Regions from separate parts of the Gossypium hirsutum genome. Here region 2 is linked to region 1. Evidence: chromatin contacts called from public Hi-C data. All regions are on one chromosome and are shown on one strand. Each heading gives the region's core, a stretch centred on a gene start, on an enhancer-like site or on the middle of the called end of the contact. The rest is flanking DNA. Distances are from core to core; before and after follow the strand shown. Region 1 holds the start of LOC107957338 (EVI5-like protein). Region 2 holds the start of LOC107957340 (60S ribosomal protein L35).

Region 1 (5,211 bases), core at 1,432-3,931:
GGAGGAGTAAATTTGTGGGTCCAATATGATTTAAACCAAACTTTGGGTATATCATATGCAAATTTTAGAAAGAACTATTCACGTGTATGTATACCATTTTTAACCAAAAACAAAAAGGCTGCATAGATGTAGAAAGGAAGAGATTTGCTTTTCCATTTAATTCCGAATTTTAAACTTTATACTTATCTCTCTTTTATATTTTCATTTGTTTTATGATTTGCCCTTAATTATGTTCGAGATAATAATTATTTAGGTAAAATTCTTTTAATCATAATGATATTAAAATTTAAACTTTATTTAAATAGTAGAATTTTATGGTCGGATCATATGAAATCTATATATTTTTCGTATATTTGAGATTTAGTCTTTTTATTTTTTATATTTTAAAATTTAAGTCTAATTATTAAAATACTTCAATTAAATTCGTTAATATGACATCTTGAAATAAATAAATACTAACTTAATAGCAGTATGTCTAAAAAGAGTTGTTGTAATGAACTAAATTTAGCAAAAAAATTTATAACAATGTCAAAATTCGAACTCTCATTTTTAAATTCAAAAAAGTAAAGAAACTAATTTTCTTAATTAACGTATATTTTAACAAAAAATTTAATAGACACAAATAATAATAAAAATGTATTACATTAATAATTATAAAATAGATTATAATAAAATTTGTACTAACACAAAATCTTTATTTAAGTAGATATGATAATGCAAAATGTAATATTTATTCCAACATCCTACTAGAATAAAAGATAAAAAAAAAGGGCAAAAAGTGCAAACATTTTTGTACCCATACTACTACTATTAATAATGATAATGCAATAAACTCACAATTCATAATTAAAATTTTGTTGTATTTATTGTAAATATTTTATTTATGTATTAATATATTTGGTCGAAACCAGGGTATCTATTGTAAGTAAGTATAATTAATATAATTATTCTTCAAAAAGGTAAATTAATTATGAAATATTTTCTATTTCGATGATTTGGAATCAAATCCTCGACTCTATTATTAAGGAATTAGGTGAGCAACAGGTAAATTTACTAAATTTATGTTTTTTATATTTTATAATTTTTATCGTATCTTGGTTCGATAATTAATCATGATCATGGCCTACATGTTTCCAAAAGGCCCTACTCTTTTTTGGCATGCTATTGCTAGTGCAATCAATATGGTCATGTTTTAACATTCACTTGATACATAACTGTGGATAATAATATTACAATTTCAAGCAAATATTTTTCATTGCCGACACAATATGATAAAAGGTGACAGAGAATTGCTTCTTTTTATATAATCAAAAGACTAAAAGTTGTAACATACATCCCTATCCTTCTAACTCATTTAAAATATATATGATAACTTATTTACCTCTCAATTTTTTTTAAAAAATTATTTAAGTCTATCATCTAATTTTTATTTTTTTATTTTTAAATTTATGATATTTGTCAAATAACCTCAAAATAAATAAAAAATTAACATATGCTACCATGACATCCATAAAGTAATCTATACATGTCACGTTAATTGACGTTTAATTTTTTATCTATTTTAAAATAATTTAATAAATAATATAAAATTAAAAATAAAAAAGTGATAAAAAATATTAAACGAAGGACTAATTTTTTTCTTTAAAAATTGGAGGATCATATAAATCTTAATTTTCTCATAATCACAACTAAATTTCATCATGCATATTTTACTATTTAAAAATATATTAATATTTATATATTTTACCTGTTTCGTCTTGTGGACTTAACCCTATTTAGCATATTTTAAGGTTGGTCTTATTATAAATAGTAAATTATACTTAATCTCATTAAATTATTAATAAGTTTATATTTTGAATATTTAACTTTAAAAAATTACAAAATGGTTATTCAACTATTCAAAAATTTTATTTAATTTATCGAGTTGTTAAAGTCGCTGTTGTATTTAGGGGCAAAGTCAGAACAATTTTTTAGGGGGGCCGGATAAAATTTTAATTTTTTATAGTTTATATTTTTATAATTTGTAAAGGATTAAATCAACTTTTTATAATTTTAGGGGGGCAAAGTGTAATTTTACCTTTACTAATTTAAAATTTTTAAAAAAATTTAAGAACCTAAATAGTAATTTTACATTTTAGGGAGGACCAAGGCCTATGCCAGCCCCTTTGCTTCGCCCCTGGTTGTATGACATTTTCTATTTACACCGCGTGCACTAATTGAAAGCTCGCATTTCCCTTCTCTTTTACAATTCATTTTTTTAACAACTTTGAACGTCATGAATTTGTGAACCAAAAATCTAAACAATTTTTAATCTCCAATTTCCGACATTGACTATCAAATCGGCTTGAATCTAAAGTATGTTCTTCTACTCGTAGATGAGTATTGGTCCATCATACTAATCACTGAATCATCACTTGGATCTCACTTGTCAAATTTTAAAAAAAATACTTAACAACTTAATGACTTCAAAAAAAACTTTTAAATAGTTCAGTGATTTAAATGAAAACAATCAAATAATCCAATTACGATTTTGTAACTTTTTATAATTAAATAACTAAAAAAAATAAATTTATTAATAATTTAATCCCATTCTATGAAATTTACCTATTATAAATTTAAGGATTATGGTCTAGATTCTAACTCTTTATATTATTGAAATTTCTCATATTCACAGCGTTGCCTTTTACCGACATCGATTTCCGTGCTAAGAAATCCGTCCACATGGTAATAATGTGACGTTAATCTCGCCATTTTGCATGTGCCTCACTTTCCTCCCTCTCACTTCTCTCCACACTTCCCTTCTGCCCAAACAGAGAGCTCCACCCTCCTTCCAATTTCATCTCTCTTTATTATATATCTCCTTTCTTTTCTCTTCCATTGTTTTTTTCCGTTGCAGAATACAGGAGATCCTCTCGTCACTGTCACCGACATCCTCAGTATCTCACAGTCCAATAAAGTCTTTCCATTTCAGCAGGAACTAAATGAGATCCTCCGCCGCCACCACCAATGCGGTGAACCCCCTTGTAACCTTCGACCACAAGAGGTACTCTCTTCTCGCCACGTGTCCCTTCTATCTCTGTGTCTGATCCTTCAACATTTTGATCAGATCTTTTTATTTTCAGTAACTTTTTTTTCACTGTTTTGACTTCGATTTGGACTTGATAATGTGAAATGTGATTTAATTCTTGGAACTAATTTGAGTATAGAATATGAGCATATGTTGTCTCCTAGTGTAACTTGGCAATCTTTGGATGCCGATTGCAGGTAAATTCAAGTTCGATTTTGATTGATTCTTTTTTAGTTAGATTTTTACATGATCAAGACCTTATTGACTACGATCAGAGTTTAGTTTAGTAATTGAGGAATGCGGTGGCTTGTTGCTAATGATTTAAGCTAGTTTCACTGAGAACGTTGCTAAAATCCGTGATCTTTTATTGACCTTTTTATTTCAATGGAACTTAGTTTGATTTTTTGAGCAAATTGACTGGAAGTTGAGTGATAATGGAAAGTAGACTAGTTTAGATTTGACTAGGATATGTTGTTTTCTAGTGAAACTGTGAAACTAAGCAGACCTTGAATGTCGATTGCAGGTTGTATTCGGATAACTTTACTTGCTATTTCACCTTTAGTTTGATGTTTCTGCTTATTTGTTGCTCTAGATTTTATTTCGCAATGAGTTGTCTTGACTTGAATTTGATAAGCTTAGGTTAATATTGCTACTTCGTTTATTAGAATGTTGCGGTAATGCAAGTAGTTTAAGTTAATTTTTACATAGAATATCGTGGAAATTTGCAAACTTCGTTTGAGATTTTTTTCATAGAATGATCAAGGTGTCATTGATTGAACTTTTTTGCAAATATAAAGCTATTTGCCATTGACAGGGATGCCTATGGATTTGCGGTGAGACCTCAACATGTGCAAACATACCGAGAATATGCTAATATTTACAAGGTACTTCTCTTGTTTCTATCCTGCTTTTCTTTCAGTTGCTAAAGAAAAGGATACTTAAATGCTAACTCATATATCATGGTAATACTGATAATGTGTCGTATTCTCTGAAACTATAGAATAACTTGAGCATATAAGTAATTTTATGACTTAAATTAGCATATTTTCTTTAATCATTTTTCTTGCCAATTATGGGCCCTGAATTATATCAAGCTCAATGATTCAGAACTTTAATAGTTTCTTTGACTAATTCTTGGGTGACTGAATGGTAATCAAAAGAAATAATTTCAACTAAGATTAATAACAGGTTCATATTGTATCTATACATGTGACTTTAGGAAGAAGAGGAGGAAAGATCAGATAGGTGGAGTGATTTTTTGGAACGCCAGTCAGAGTCTCCTCAATTGCCTCTCGAAGGGATATCCTCAGAGGAAGGCAAGGAGGTCTCACACACTGAAGTTGCAGAGGATGGAAACAATGAAGTGCAGAAGGGAGCTGAAGGAGATGATTTATGTGAAAAGAAGTCTGGTTTGGATAGTGTGTCTGAGAATGATACAGAAAAAGAGAAGGTACAATCTGAACCAGAGAAAAGAGTTCATCGGATCCAAATATGGACTGAAATTAGACCATCCCTTCGACCCATTGAAGATTTAATGAGTATCCGTGTAAAGAAGAAAGACAATTTATCTAAAGATGAGCGAGAAACAGGTCAAGGGAAACCATTAGCTCCAACTGAAGATGCTAGAGTCCCAAAGGGAGCATCAGAGGAGGATTCTGAGGATGAATTTTATGATGCTGAGAGATCTGACCCAGTTCAGGATTCCCCTACAAGTGACAGCGGAAGTACAACTACAGCTGCTGCTGCTGCGGATGCAGCACCTATGGAATCTTTCTTTCCCTGGAAAGAGGAGTTGGAAGTTCTTGTTCGTGGTGGAGTACCGATGGCTCTTAGGGGAGAGGTATTTTATTTGATGTCCTTTCTCTCTCTTTATTTTCCGCTCTTTCTTTCTTTCTTTCATGAACTTGGTCATTATTACAGCTTTGGCAAGCCTTTGTTGGTGTGAGGACCCGCCGACTGGAGAATTATTACAAGGGTCTGCTTGCTAATGAAACTAACTCTGGCAACAACACTGAACAACTGAGCTTCCTGTCAGAGTGTAAGGGTTCAACCACAGAGTCAATATGTGAGCCTGAGAAATGGAAGGGGCAAATTGAGAAGGTTGTTTCACGTGCAGTTTTCTGAAATCTGTATTTTGTTTCTTC
Region 2 (5,201 bases), core at 2,470-4,969, 230 kb before region 1:
GCTACTTTTTGACCAAATAAATTCGGGTTTAATCGAACTTTTCCGACCATGCTTTGGAGAACCAATGTGGGCAAAACCTGTTGCAAGAAGGCTTAGCCATAGGCAGAACTTGAAGGAGATCGAAGAGCAACTGTATAAGCTCTTAGTTTGCCATGACAAAGAAGCAATAAAGAACTCATCTGAGAAACTATTTAGAAAAGATGATGGATGGTTATTCTTAGGATATGATGTTGAAGTAATCTGTAAAGACATAGTGAATTTGTTTATTGATGAATTGGCAGCAGAGATTGTTAGCCTAGAGAGTTTTTGAAAGATTTTTGAAGTTTTTTCCATATATTTGAAGGATCTGTGACATGAGTACTTGAAGAAAAGTGGAGTTCGGAGCGCAACATAGAACAAGGTTGTTTTGCATTTTTTTTCATTCATATTTTACAGAAACTTGTGAGAAAAAATATAGAAAGAGTTAGTAGGAAAATATACATAACATAGTTCATTCTAGGAAAATATACATAACATAGTTCATTCTTTGCATTAGTGTGAAAAGTCAAGTTGTATGGATGTTTGTGTGTGTGTGTATAGTGGGATGATGGCAGATGCCATTACGGTGTATACATGTAAAGGCTAAAAGGTTTTGTACTTTGTTACTAAAAGAAGACAACGAGAAAAAGAAAGGATACGTTTTTTTGTTGCCCGCTATGCAGTTAAAGGTAAATACTTTATATTCTGCTAAATACTAAGATGGGTTCGGATTGAACTTTTAATGGAAAGATAGTTTGAAGAACAGGAAAATCACATATGTATTTTGGATTTTGATTTGACTTTTCAAATTTTTTAAAAATTTAATTTTGATTTGACTTTTCAAATTTTTTAAAAATATATTAATATTCGACATCTACTTCAATATGTATTTTGGATATAAGACATTTCAAATATTTATAATATATAATTAAAAAAATTGAAGTAAAATAGGTTAGAAACATATAGTCTTTTTATAAATGAGAAAGGTGCCATGAACTTTACTTGGAGTTAAACCATCACCCAATCTTCCAACCATTTCTTATCTTCCACTTTCTGTAAAACTTCAACAACTCCATACATACACATACACATACACATTTACATATATATATACATGTATGTATGTGTATGAAACTTCAGTTCATCAAGACAAATATAAATTCCTGAGCTTGTATTGTTTTTCCTTGCCAGAAACATATTAGATGGAAACCTATAAACTCATTTCTGCACTACTTCTCACCTTCACAATTGCCTTCTCCACTTCAGCAAGAATGCTTGATAAGCAACCCTCAAACCCATCCAATCCTGTTTCAACACCTGTTTCTAATGTACCACCATTGACCACCCCACCAGGCTCAAACCCTAACCCTACTGTGGTTGGTGGTGCAACAACTGGTCCCAATCCTGTAAACCCTGACCCTGACCACCACACGCTGACCTTCTTCATGCATGACATCCTAGGTGGGTCAAACCCCACTGCACTAGCAATCACCGGCATTGTCAACAACCCTGCAGTCAATGGTCAGCTCCCATTTGCCAAACCAAATGGTGGCAACCTCCCACTCAACAATGGCATTAACCAAAACACTGGGAACACCGGCATTCTAAACAACAATAACCTCCCATTGCTCACTGGTCTCGGTGGCAACACTCAAGCTTTAAACAATGGCAAGAACTTAAACAATGGGGCTTCCAACTTCGCTGTCCTAACTGGGGGCCAACTTCCTTCAGGGTCGGCACTGCAAAAGCTCATGTTCGGAACCATGACGGTCATGGACGACGAGCTGACTGTCGGACATGAGCTAGGGTCTGGGCTCCTAGGCAAGGCACAAGGGTTCTATGTTGCTAGCTCAATCGATGGGAACAGTCAAACCATGGCATTTACGGCCATGTTCGAGAGTGGACACTACGCTGACACCCTTAGCTTCTTTGGGGTTCATCGGGTCGGTGTATCGGAGTCTCATTTGGCCATCATGGTGGCACTGGGAAATATGTTAATGCAAAAGGTTTCGCCATTGTTAAGACCATACCAGCAAGCAATCAACAGCAGGAGACTGATGGCTTTGAGACAGTGCTGAGTTTACTGTTTATATTACCTATTAGATCTGATTTGAGAGTCAAAATTCAAAGATTTCTGATTTTTTTAATAAAAATTGTGAAATTTTATGTGATTTATTTGGAAAATTATACTGTGTTATGAATCTAACAAAAAAAAATGAAAAATTTAGAATTTGTTGCGTAAATTTTGAGTTGATTTATCCGGTTAAATGAATATGTAACAACCGAATTAACCAATAAAAAATCTGATTGAATTATTAAAAAATTTCTTACAAAAATTTATAATGTAAAATTTAATCGGCTTAATCACAAATTTGGTCACTAATATTTACATGCTTTGTCAAAATGACCTTAATTGTATTTTCGAGTCTTTTTTTTGCTATAAACCTTTGTTTTTTTTTTCAAATTACGTTTTTTTAATAGATTTGATGAAATTACCATTAAGAATTTAATGGGATGATGTGAAATTTTATATGTAAAATATTTTTAATAGAATGTAATCTATATCGAAAATATTGAATGTGTGCTTTTTTTTAGATAATTACGTTTATTTTCTTTAAGTTAAAAGTTATTTTTTTAACTTCATGAATTATTTATTTATTTTATAATTTTTCACATGTAATTATTTTATTGGGTTACCTAAATAATAGATTATATCTCATTAAAAATATTCCACATATGAAATTCCACATTACCCCGTTAATTTTTTTAATGATACTTTCATCAAATCTGTTGAAAAATAAAAGCAATTTGAAATAAAGAATAAATGTTGATGACCAAAAAAGTCTAAAAAATACAATTAAAGTCATTTTGACAAAACATGAAAAAAATTAGTAGTTAAATTTACCATTAACCCAATTTAATTTTCAACTTTTCCTTAAATATTGTAAATAGAGTTAAAAGCTTTTTTTTAAGGATGGGTGAAGGGATCCTATTTCAGGAGTTGCATCGACAACTGCTGTGGCTAGAGAAGAACTTGGTATGTGGCGTGGAGGAGTTGGGAGAAACATTGATAGATGCAATGTTGGGCAGGTTAAACTTTGGACTATTTATGATGGACTTCTTATAACGTGGGATGCTAATTGAGTTAATATCCTGGTCGAAACAAATTATTCTCAAACTGTGGAAGCCGTTTTAGATAGGTCTTGTAGGTAATTGTACCGGCCGGGACCTAACTTTGAGAATTCAAGAGATTTGTAGGAGACAATAGAAGGTGGTCATTAAGAAGATTCCAAGAGAAATTAATAGAGCTGCTTATACGTTGGCTGGGATTATGAAAGCTTTCTCTTATGATCCAATAGTCTTTTAGGAACCTCCGGAAATAATCATGAAACATCAGCGGATAGATGCTTGGTTTTTACATGATGTTACTAGAATAATATTGTAATTATTGCTGGGTTGTTTAAAGATTTTAATCCAACTCTTTTTTAAATATTTATTGTCAAATTCAACTCTTTTTATAATATTGATGACTAAATTAAAAAAATATATAAATATTAAAAAAAACTAAATTTTAGAGAAATTATAAAAATCGATTTGTGGAGAAGCTATACTCATTCCTCCATTAGACTTTATCCAAACAGGCCCAAGTTTAGAAGCCCATATAATATTATAGCCCAATAAACTACAATAAAATAAACCAATTTTAACCCAATTCTTTAGAACCCTAGTCTCCTTTTAATATTAGGGTTTCATCATACTTTAAGAAAGACAGAGAGAAGCCGGCACTTCTGAAGAGCAGCGGAAGAAGCAATGGGTAACTCTTCAAATACCTTTAAAATGTTCATATTTTTCTTACATTTCCTAAAATCAAACATGGATTTTTCATGTGTTTTAATCTTTGTTTCATGTTATTGTTTGTAAATCGCTTAAAAAAAACAGCGAGAATCAAGGTCCATGAGTTGAGACAGAAATCAAAAACTGAGCTTTTGGCTCAGTTGAAAGATCTCAAAGCTGAGCTCGCTCTTCTTCGTGTTGCCAAAGTTACCGGTGGTGCACCTAACAAGCTTTCCAAGATGTAATTTTCTCTCTCTGTATTGTTCTTTTTTAATCTGTTGTATGTGTTAGCTATGGATCGTAAGTTGAGGGTTAATTGGGTATATGCAAATGGAACTTGATTTCCTAGTTTATTTGGAGAAATGGGTATTCATTTGTTTCTAACAAAGGATTTTCTTGTTCGATTGGTACTTTCTTATATTGTTTTTGCTATGTAGTGAAAGTGAATTGCTGGTATCTCTGGAACAAAGTTTCCCTTCTGTATAGTTGTTAAAATGTGTTGTGATAAATAAAACGTTAAAACATTTAAGAAATTGGTTTTCATTAAGAAGCTTAATAATTTCGCTTTTATGTATGGAACAATATGTTTGAATTTATATTTATTTTAGCCATATGCCATTTTTTCTCCCTCGAATTATATCATTTGGTGACTATATGAGAAGCGAAAAGCAAAGTAGCGATATTGATTCCGATATCATTTGATTGGCAAGTTCAGCTTTTAAAGAGCTAGTTAGGACTAACGTATATGTTGGTTTTGAAACTGTACACTTTGGAGTGCATTGTATATGAGTTTCATTTTTGACTTGTTCAATATTTTGTTAGACCTTGTTGATTTGGCATGTTCCGGTTCCGGATTCATTGGCTTTGGCATGTTATTTTGATTCTTCTGTTTGTATGAATGCAGAAAGGTGGTGAGGTTGTCAATTGCTCAGGTGTTGACAGTGATCTCACAGAAGCAGAAGGCTGCACTGAGGGAGGCATATAAGAAGAAGAAGTTCTTGCCCCTTGATCTCCGTCCAAAGAAGACCAGAGCCATCAGGAGAAGGCTTACCAAGCATCAGGTACAGACATTCTTTTGATTATGCGAATATGCTTTTATTATAGCTTTTGTTGAATAAGTATTTTTTACTAAAATCCTAGTGTGAGTGTCGGGTTAAGTTCACATACCCATGTCTGAAGATGTGCTTGTTATAGGTGTCAGACATGAGTACATTAAGAAAATGAAAAGTCGGAAATCAGAATAACATAAAATCGTGCCATTTCAGCTGCCATGCAGCTTCCATCCATCTTGAATGCATAGAACTATCAATGAAACATGTATTCGGGTTTAGTTTGCTTGCTATTTGTAT

Evidence for each region. Hi-C and Micro-C count contacts between places; a contact is called where the count stands out from the background.
Region 2: a contact with region 1 is called in a Hi-C map of hypocotyl, with 2.1 times the contacts expected there. The contact joins the promoter of LOC107957340 here to the promoter of LOC107957338 in region 1. A contact is called at or near these places in 5 of 34 Hi-C or Micro-C datasets (anther, hypocotyl, leaf and 1 more).

Annotation. Positions count from the first base shown.
Region 1 is chrA05:39,860,184-39,865,394 of Gossypium_hirsutum_v2.1, reverse strand. It overlaps LOC107957338 (EVI5-like protein), which reads left to right and starts at 2,681. Exons shown (of 18, transcript XM_041112395.1): 1 at 2,681-3,043; 2 at 3,882-3,951; 3 at 4,287-4,907; 4 at 4,988-5,167. The coding sequence starts at 2,982.
Region 2 is chrA05:40,090,878-40,096,078 of Gossypium_hirsutum_v2.1, reverse strand. It overlaps LOC107957340 (60S ribosomal protein L35), which reads left to right and starts at 3,719. Exons shown (of 4, transcript XM_016892848.2): 1 at 3,719-3,832; 2 at 3,958-4,093; 3 at 4,757-4,913. The coding sequence starts at 3,829. LOC121229114 reads left to right here. Exons shown (of 2, transcript XM_041112399.1): 2 at 1-657. It also overlaps the pseudogene LOC107961196.